Linked DNA regions of Triticum aestivum: region 1 is linked to region 2. Evidence: chromatin contacts called from public Hi-C data. All regions are on one chromosome and are shown on one strand. The core of a region is the stretch at or near the end of the contact, and the rest is flanking DNA. Distances in the headings are between cores, read along the strand shown.

The links. A called contact is a pair of places that touch in the nucleus more often than the background predicts.
Region 1: a contact with region 2 is called in a Hi-C map of an unstated tissue, with 9 times the contacts expected there. The contact joins two enhancer-like sites. A contact is called at or near these places in 3 of 5 Hi-C or Micro-C datasets (leaf and an unstated tissue).

What each region holds. Positions count from the first base shown.
Region 1 is chr1D:376,551,178-376,556,494 of IWGSC CS RefSeq v2.1, forward strand. No RefSeq gene overlaps it. Among protein-coding and RNA genes, the nearest start is that of LOC123182193, 11 kb to the right of the region's middle. Within about 2 kb of position 3,029, at least 2 of the 8 cell types and tissues checked have an H3K27ac peak or open chromatin away from gene starts, as enhancers often do.
Region 2 is chr1D:376,239,331-376,244,272 of IWGSC CS RefSeq v2.1, forward strand. It overlaps the pseudogene LOC123182192. Among protein-coding and RNA genes, the nearest start is that of LOC123182191, 54 kb to the left of the region's middle. Within about 2 kb of position 1,916, at least 1 of the 8 cell types and tissues checked has an H3K27ac peak or open chromatin away from gene starts, as enhancers often do.

The sequences.
Region 1 (5,317 bases), core at 1,779-4,278, 310 kb after region 2:
GGACTCCTCTTCGCGGAGCGTGCGGCGGCCGAAGCCGTTGGCCGCCGCCTCGTCTCCGGGGAAACGCTCGGCCATCGGGGAGGGGAGAGAGAGGGAGGGGCTGGGCGGCGGCGCTCGGGAGAGGAAGAGGGAGAGGGAAGGCTCGGCGGCGGCACTCGGGAGAGGTATAGCTCGGCGGCGAGGGCTGGGCTGGTGTGGCCACAGGCGAGCGAGGCCACCGGCTTATATAGGCGCGCCGCGCCCGTGTGTACGCGTGCGAGGAAGGGGAGGCGTCGGCGCACCGTCCCGTGACGCGCCGCCCGTGAGGAATCAATGGCAAGGCTGACCGGCGGCGACAGCCTTGCCATTGATTCCCCGCGGGAACCGAGGTGTTGGGGGGAGGCGATGCGCGGTGTCACTGACGCCGCTGGCCCGCGGCTTTTTCACGCAAAAACCACTCGCCCGGTGCCCCCGGGTGCCCCAGCGCGCCGGGTTCGGCCTGGGTCCGCCGGCGGATTTCGGCCCAGGCCGGCGAAAATCGGGCTTCTGGGGCGCGACTGGACTGTTTTTTCAGCACTGGCGCGAAAAAAATCGCCTGAAAAGGCCTTTCTGAGGACGCGGCTGGAGTTGCTCTAAGTGCGGTCTGCCCATCCATCATGGCCCACTCATCAGCCTCGTCACCGTAGAGCATCGTAGAGTACACAAATTGACGCACGTGAGGTAGTTATTTTTCTATTATATATATTGTATATACCACGTGCATCTTGTTTTTGCTGTATTTTCCTCCTAGTTTCTAGTGTATTTTGTGCTAGTTGTCAACATATGTTCACATGGCACTATGAGTACGGCGAGATTGCCATCCTCAGTCTGGAGATATATAAACGTACGCAAAAGACGCGGCACTACGTACTACTACTGTTATAGCATGTACAATGGTGGCATATGGATACATATGTTTTATGACAAAATGTAATTTGAGGCATCTATATTTATTTTTTCTTTCTAATGCAAGCTATCACTAGTGGGCCTCATTAAGAAATAGAAAATAAAGACTCTAGTATATATGCATCTTTATTTTTCATTCCAACATTTTCAGCTTTTGTCATCGGACCACACTTTTTTCTTTTCAAGCACCCGCCTCCTGAAAAGGATCCCACTTCCCTATCCGAACCTACTTTAAGTCAAATCTGATCCTACATGACATGCGAGGCATCACCTTGAGGCTATGCGTTGTACATGCGCTTATGCTATTGTTAAAGTTGTTCTCTCCCCGAGTAAAAAGTGGTGATCTTTTCTTTTCTTGTTCACCTCGTGGCACGCACTGAGGTCCTTTCGATACCGCCGCACCACCAGAGAAATGGCAGGACCGACGATGCATTCATTGGGTAAGGTGGCCGTTACTGACACCCGTTTACTATGCGTTCGTTAGACTATCCATAGTAGTAAGGAGTAACTTACGTATGTTACTACTTTATATTATTATCTCCGAAATGAGGAATAATATATGTGTAATGTCATACTACAACATTTCATTTATTAACTTATAAATTCATCTTATTTTTGTATTTGTGATGTTACTCATAACATGTTTAGTAATACGACCAACAACCGGCTATAAAAAGTTGTCATGTCATGTAGAGTCAATCTAACAGCCGGCATGTATAATAGTAAAATTAAATTTGTACTACTTTATTAATAGTTGATCAACCTTACAACCTCACAAAACGTTTTGGGGCTCGTGCTCCAGCTGGCTATTACTACCTTCGTCCTGGTTTATTAATCCCTTTGTATTATGTGCCAAAATTTGACCTTAAATTTAACAAACAAAATGCTAATACATGTCATAAAAAATAATAAGCATGGCGGCTAGGCGCGGCGAGCTCTAACGCACGAGCGAAGACGGCACGGTGGGGGCGCGGGCAAGCATGGCGGCTAGACGCAACGAGCATGGAGGCTACCGGGCGCGAGAGCTCCAATGCGGTGACGGCGGGGCGAGCGAAGGCCACGGCAAGCTATGCGAGGAGGGTGAGCGAAGGCCACGGCGAGCTGTGCGAGCGGAGGCCATGGCGAGCGGTGCGAGCGAAGGCCAAGCACGCGCGCAGTCGGATCAGCTCGGACGGCAGCACCAGCACGCACGCACGACAGGCGGCCAGCGGTGGCCAGCTAGCACGCATGGCGGTGGAGACTGGCAAGGTGCTCGCGACGGAGGCGGAAGCGGCCGGCGCCACGCACGCATCGGCGTGCCTGGTGGCGTGGATGGGGAAGAAAGAGAGAAAAGGAGGAGAGAGGTGGTGGGATGGGTGGGTGGCCCCCTCTTGTTTTGATGACAGATAGATCATCACTCACATGGAGTGTACAGAGGCGGATGAAGAGGACGCAAAAAAATTTATTTTGTGTTCGTCTCTAACCTAAATATAACCCAAACTTGAGACAAAGATGGATTTGAACGGACGCAAAGTCGTGCGTTGGGCTGTGTTTTTTCTCGGACACGTGCGGACAAAATAGGTCGTTTAATTGGAGTTGCTCGAACTGATGCTGACCACTGCCGTGAACAAACAGCACGATGGTAAAAAGAGTGACAAGCAAGAGTATTTTACTACGGACAGATAGTGCCACTGGTACGGGGCATCCCAGAGAGATGAAACGTACTGCCGTACTGGAGCGTCAGTGACTGGCAGAGTTCTGGTACCACCACGAGCACGAGATGCCGTACGGACAACGAATATCTTATGGTAATTATTTTATACAAGTATAGGAATACAAACGAGTGCACGTTGATCTTGTAGAAAGTGAGGTATACTGCCGCCGTTTTATCGGTCTGTCCGTCCCTAATAATGAACTCTCGTTGACGGCGCCTCGTAGGATCGGTTCGACGATAACGGACCGTTGCCCTCTCCGACAACCTAGTTCTCCTTGTCGCTGCCATAGATTTGCTTTTGCGGCGAACATTCTGTGATTTTGTCGTTTCATTGCCGAGGATAGACGGGACCGCTTGCACGTGCGGCGCTCATTGCCACGGATCTCTTCTTTGTCGTTTTGCCACCTGACTAGTTTCGATGTCCGTACTAGTGTAGCGCATTATTTAAGACTCCCGCCTTTGTCGCAACTAATATGATGCTGTTGTGCGCATGACAAAACTCCAACGATAATCAAACACATGTCACCTAAGTGCGGTGTGCTCTCATCCATCATGCCCCACTCATCAGCCTCGCCGTCATACAACATCGTATAAAATTGTCGCACGTGAGGTAGTCAATTTTTTTAATTACATATGCCACACTTATCTTGTTAATGATGTACTTTCCTCCTAGTTTCGAGTGTACTTTTTTGCTAGTTGACGCAAATGTAACGATAATGGGTTTACATCGTTAATGTAAAACAGTATGGGCCAAAATCAAATCTTGTTTGATTAATTGTTGTAACGCTAATGAATACCGGCGAGAAAACAAGGACCCCTGGCGTGATTTATTCACGATGAGGGGTGGGCAAAGCGAAGCAAACATGATTAACGTATAGGGTTGCGATGTTGGGACACCGGATGGAAAACTGGGAACCAAACACCTCCTAAATGGTCACATGGCACTATGATTACGGCGAGATTGCCATCCTCTAATCTAGAGATATATACTACTACTACTGACATACGTAAAGACGGACTAGTACGTACTACTCTACTTCCTCTATAAAGAATTGTTCAAATCATTATTTTAATAATCTAAGCGCTTTTATATTTGTTTAACAGTTATGCTATGGCTAAAGCTGTTCCCTCACCAACTAAAAAGGGGTGATCTTTCCTGTTCAGCTCGTGGCACGCACCGAGGCCCTCTCGGTCCCGCGGCACCAGCAGAGAAATGGCAGGACCGACGATGCATTCACTGGGTAAGGTGGCCGTGACCGTCACCCGTTTACCATGCGTTTGTTAGTGCGGGAACGGCCTGTGACACTGCCAGCTAGGGAAAATATCTGCTTCATGGCCCGTTTGCTCGTGGCAGTGTACTGATCGCTCCACTAGCACAAAGATGCCGTACGGACATCGCATATTTTTTTATCATTGGTAATTAAAAAAGTATTATACTCCACTAACAAGTATACGCAAGAATCGAGGTACACGGGGTTACCGCTGTTTTACCCGTCTGTCTGTCCCAATAATAAATTCCCGCTTGACGGTCGTACAATGCCGTACAATAATCAATACGGTAACAACGGTCTGTTATCTTTTTCGACAATCTAGTTCTGGTCCTCGTCGCGGGCATAGATTTGCTTTTGCGACGGACATTCCATGGTTTTGTCGTTTTGCTATCGAGGACAGACGAGACCACCCGCACGTGCACGGACCTTCGCCACGAAGCTCTTACATGTCGTTGTGCCGTCTGATTGGATTTGACGCCCGCCTCGACTTAATACAATATTTAAGAGTCCCGTCGTGTTTGTGTCTAACTTCTATTATATCCACCCTCTACTACGTTCTTTTCTGCATAGGAACTTTTGCAGGTCCAGAGCGCAACCATGCTGCACTATGGCCCTCGACACGGCCAAAACCAGCGAAGTTAGTGACTAACAGCGATCTGACTCCTACTTACATGAGCAATGGTTACATCCCTCTACTACGTTTCTAATAATCTTGTTGCTAGTTTGTGTGTGTTTAGCTCTTCTTCAAGGCTGTCTCCCCTATCCCTCTATCCCCCACCCCTTCCCTTCCTTAAAAATGTAGGCAATGTAGATAATACCTACGGATTCCAATTGACTGAAAGGCTCACTAATACCCCCTTCCCCACATCTCCAGCGAAAGGTTTATATTTAGAAACGAAGGGAGTAGTCGAGTGAAGCCGCATGACACCTATGATTGGCGAGATTGGTACCCTCCAGAGAGATAAACTTGTTCTATACACGGATACACCGGCGGATAATCACCACACACACAACACCACAATTTTATTTCATATATACTTCCGTTTCAAACTAAGTATCATGGTTTTAGTTTGAAACGGGGGTAGTAGCTTTTCTGGACGGGCGAGGGCTGCGTAAGCTGTACACACGCGTACAACACAAAGACGCAGTACAGTGCGTACCAACAGTTTCGCTATGGTTAAAGTTGTACTGTTCTTGTCCCCATCATCACTAAAAAGGGGTGTACTCAATTTTCCAGTAGCGTTCCTTTCAACCATACCCGGCTCATCTCGTGGCATGCACTCCCGTTGCAGCGGTGCTACCAGCTGAGAAATAGCAGGACCGACCATGCATTCATTGGGTTGGGTAGCCATGACTGACACCCGTTTAGCATGCGTTTAGTGAGTGGGTAGCCATGAACGGTGGCACTAGTGGCCAAACACGTCGCCCG
Region 2 (4,942 bases), core at 666-3,165:
AAAATGCTAGCATCTGAGCAGCAGTCCTTAAGATGATCGAGTCCCGTGAGCCAGCTAGGGAGGACTCACTCTCTCTGCGCTGCTGACGTTTCTTTTTCTCCACTCTCGACACCTTAGTCTGACTTTCTGTGGATGCTGTTTCAGGTATAAACATAGCTGAGCAATGCATAGCAAAACCAGCTTTGCTAGAGTCGTTTGCCTCCAAGCCCTTGTTATACCCTTCCATTACGGGAACCCCGATCCTTGTGGCATCAAGACCATGAGTTCTTCGTGCACTGTCTTGTTTTGTTGTTGGCTTCCTGCTAAAACATCCAGAAGTTTCAGGCGGAACTTCTTGTGTACAGTTTGTTCCCATCTCTGGCAAATGTATGTACTCATCTAACAGTTTGTTCATCTTGCGACTCATGCCAAAAGCTAATCCTCCTGGTGAAGTTTCCATGTCCACATGTAGTCCATGTGCACCCTGTGCAGTTGATACAGTGGCAGTTGAACAGAAAGAACTTTTAGCATGAATGAGTTTCTCCTCAATGTGGAGACATGAGTTGCCAGCTGATGATTGGTCTCCCAGTGCTCCTTGTTCACCAAATTCCAACTGCAACCTTCTTCGGACTGATACAGCTCTGCTTCTAACAGCGTCTTCTGCTCCCCTGGAGACTGATTGGTCGCTAACAGGTCCCGGGCAATTCTCCAGAGAGCTGAGATTTCTTTTCTTCCGGACATAACTTCTCTTGGCTTTCTGATTAGTTCCTTCTTCTGGCGTTGCAACAGCAGGCTTTTGCTTCTTGATTTGCTTGTTAAGTTTCTGATTAGATTCTTCTTCTGGCGTTGTAACAGCAGGCTTTTGCTTCTTGATTTGCTTGCGAAGTTTCTGATTAGATTTTTCTTCTGGCGTTGCAACAGCAGACTTTTGCTTCTTGATCTTCTTGTCTTCACGGATTACCTTCGCTCTATGTTTCTTCCTCCGAGGCTTCGCTTTTCTTGCAGGGGCCTCCTCAATTTCCTTGAATGCAGCTGCTGCTGATAAAACTGTGTGATCATTCAGCTGACTTTGTGTCTTGAGCTTTTCTGGTGTCTGCTGATACGTTTGCATGTTCTGATCAGTCACACCTTCAGCGAGCAGTGAGGCCAATTCATCAGTATTTGCAGGAATAGCCAATTGTAAATTACAGTGGCTATCAGAGATACCTGGTGATGATGATGACGATTGTTGACTGTCATCAGCTTGAATCCCGGTTGTGGGTACTTCTGCATCTACACCATTTGGCTGAAGCTGTATTGGTGGATGTTCAGAACTGCAATTAACTGGAACTGCTAGTGTTGAAGGGTCTATGGCCATATCATTGGCAGCAACATCTGACTCCCTTCCAAGTGACAGGAAATCTCTTCGAGCAAACTGAATAGAAGCATCATCTTCAGAATCTGTGGAGAAAATACAGAAAGAAGAAAATTGCAGTCAGGTCTCCATATTCAGCCCAAAGATTCGAGGAAGCCAACATACAACCTCGGAAGATGTCATGCTGCCATGAAGAGGAAACGCTCACCTCGTGCTACACCGAGCGGAGCAGGAACTGGAGTGGCCGTATGAGGTGGTGGCGGCACAGGCCTGGATGCCCTCCTATGGAACACCACGATACTTATCGGCACCTGCGTGCAGCACCCTGCAGGCAGGTTACAGGGCGGCCGGACGGAGGACCCGGCATCTTGTTGGGCAGCGCCACTCATCGGAGTGGCACCCCCGCGCATAGCATTCACCATCGCCGAGGCATGGCTGATCCCGGGTCCAGCAAGATTTTGCCAGCCTATGGTGGCCGCCGCATCGCCCTGCAGGAACAAGGGCGTGTTGCCAGGAAGGCCTGGAGCGCCGCTCTCAGGCCACACGCCCGGGGTCCAATTCTCTTGGTTAATGGCAGGATTCGCCTGCGGATTGAGCCCTGAGGGCCCCATCCGTGCTTAATCCACAACCTGCGCAGAGAAGTAGAAGATCGAATCGGAGAAAAAGGAACAAATAGCACGCGAAAGGGAGAAACGGGGCAAGGGGTTGCAAAACCTCCACAAACCCCTGGAAACAGAGCAGATTTGGGGGGTGGCACCCCGCCGTCCAGTCTGCCGGAGAAGAGATTGATCCGGCGAGGGAGGGGAAGGGCGCGAGCAGGGAGTGGGAGGGGCAGAACTGGAGGAGGGGAGGGAGGGGCTGGGCGGCGGAGCAAATGCGGGGAGTTTGTTAGACGAACACGAGGGGCGGCGTTGAGAGGAAAAAGGAGAGATACTGCGCTCTCCTCCGATCTCTCCGTACCTTAACCGCAACCAAGCGCAAGAATCGGAACGTACACACTATCGTTTTGAGTGAGTGGACTCCTCCCGCGCGCCGGCGCGAAGCCGACGCGACGGAGGAGTCTTCGGTCTGAAAGACCGCATGACCGAAATCTCTATTATTAAAAGCGAGTTTGTCGGTTTTCGTTCGGTTTTTTTAACATTGTTTTGTTCGTTTCTTGTATCAACTCTGACGCTATATTATTTGCCTTTTATTCGTTTTGGTCATCAATTTGCCCTGTGTCCGTTCATATTCATGCCAATTTGTTTGCAATGTGTGCAACCGGCCGACCTATTTGATCCATTTGGCCAGTGCGCTGACACATTTATCCCTCGGTCGTTTATTTTCAACTTCCATATTTTCATAATCAAACATTAGATAGCAAAAATAATAATTTTACTTCCTCCATTCACTTTTCGTAAGTCATTTCAAACAACTAAAAATGAACTGTTGTGCACACTGTCTAAAATGTCTTCAAGGACTTATAAAAGTGAACAGGGGGAGTAGCATTTTTGCATAAAACCATATGCCATGTCGGCGGGGAGGGTCAACCCCCTCCTCCTCCCCGTGACGCGCCGCCCCGCGCGCGCCTCATGGGAGCCCTAGATCGGCCATCGGCGCTCCTCACTTCCCGCTGCCTTTCCTCCTCGTCGCCACGGGCGGCGTCCGCCGGATGAAGCCCGTGGGATGTGGGCGGCGACGTGGCCTCTACTTCCCTCCCCTGTTCATGATTGTGGCGGTGCCGGTCAGCTGCTCGGCGGCGCGGGGCGCGAAGTCCGACGAGCTCCCGGCAGCGGGGATGTCCATCCGACGGCTGCTGGGCTGGGAGGCGATGATGCGTCGCCGCGACGCTGGTGGCGGAGGTTCGGTTGGGGTTGGCCTGATCTGGATCTTGATTTGCGGCGTGCGGTGCGGCCGGTGGTACTGGTGGGGGTCTCGCCTAGCGGGGGTAGTCTAGTGGGGGCAGACACGGCTAGGAGGGTCGATGCTTTGCCCCTCCTCATGTGGGACTCGCCGTGATGGAGCCTGCTCCAGCCCAGATCGGGGTCAAGTAAGGTGCGCCGACCAGGTGAGGGGTCGCACCGAGGGGGTTGTGGCCGCCACCTACCTCCTGAAGTGGCACGACCTGGGAGTTGGTAGCCGCCTCGGACGGCCTTGTGTAATGGGCTTGCTGCTCGAGGTCATGCTGCCCAGTTCTCGATAGCATGGGGTCGGGTGTCGGACGGGCGACTATGACTAGGGGTCAAGGCAGCCGACGTCCGCTCGTCTGTTCGTGGTTCTGTCACCGGCCTAGGGCCCGGGACGGCTTTGGCCAGTTGGCTTGACAGAAACCGGTGGTTTTCTGAGGCGGGGGATTTTTCGTCCTCGACATGGTGGTCATGTTATAGTGGCTAGGTAGGATGGTTCAGCGAAAGCAGCGCAAGGCCTTGGCCGCCACTGGCGACGACGATGTCTATGGACGTCGTTTTCCTCCTCGGTGGCATTGCTTACAGTCCATCCTCCCCAGGCAATCTGACTTCCTCCCTATTGCAGCGTCCTCCCGTCCCCGACATCTTCTTCGGTGGTGTTCATCTGATTTCTCGATACCAAGATTCCTCTAGTGGCCTCTTGTCGCTGATAACGTAGCTCGATGTGACCTTGGCCTCTTTTAGACGACAGACTACTTGGTGTGCAAGGTCATCCCAGGACCAAGGGGTTGCTGGGATCGGTGTCCTGCAGGTAGGCTGCCAGAGGTATTCTTTAGTCAAGTTGCATTGTGTGTGGTTGTCAGTTACTAGTGATGCTCTCTCGGGTTGGCTGGTGGGGCACCAATGAATGTCGTGCTTGACCTTGTCAGACCGACAACGACGACGTCCGTGGACGTCGCTCTCCTCCTTGGAGGCGTTGTTTATTCACCCTTCCTCCGTCAAAGTGATGGTATCTTACTTCGCCTGGCCTATCGATTGAAGTGTTCCTAGGATTGGTGGCATGCGTGGTGAGGTGTGTTGAGGAAATCCGGAAAAACTTAGGCTTTTGACTATAAACAATAGGGTAAAACCCCAGTTCAACTTTTATTAACAATGAGTAAGAACAAAGGTCTTAGAAATTACATGTGGGCTTGAGCTAAGCCCTAACGAAAAGAAAAGAGACTACTCTAATCTAAAATAAAAAAACTACAAAAAAGAAAGAATAAAAGGAGAAAAACAGAGAGAAAAGAAGAAGAAAGAAAAAGGAAAAAAAGACAAAGAAACTAAGCTAAGTAACAACATGCTGTCAAGCCAAGCAATAAATTGAGTGGCATATTTGCTTTCCATCCTGTATCTCAGTAATTTGAGCTCTTCAAAATAAATGAATTTCCAGCCATGGAATGAAGGCGTGATGTTTTCAAAAATCTTGTTGTTTCTGGATATCCAAATGGCCCTTGATCTAGAATTATGAGCTCCATTAAGAAGGGATATCTGAGTTTATCTTTCAAATCCTGAAAAGCCTCCAAAATAGATAAGTTAGCATTTCTGGAGGGGCAAATGAACTCCCAGCATTGGGCAGCAAAAGAGCACCCCGAAAACAGATGGTACAGAGTTTCTTCCTATTGATAGCTGTTGACTGCACAATTATAGGCCTCAAGTTCAAAGCTCTTTCTTCTCAATAAGT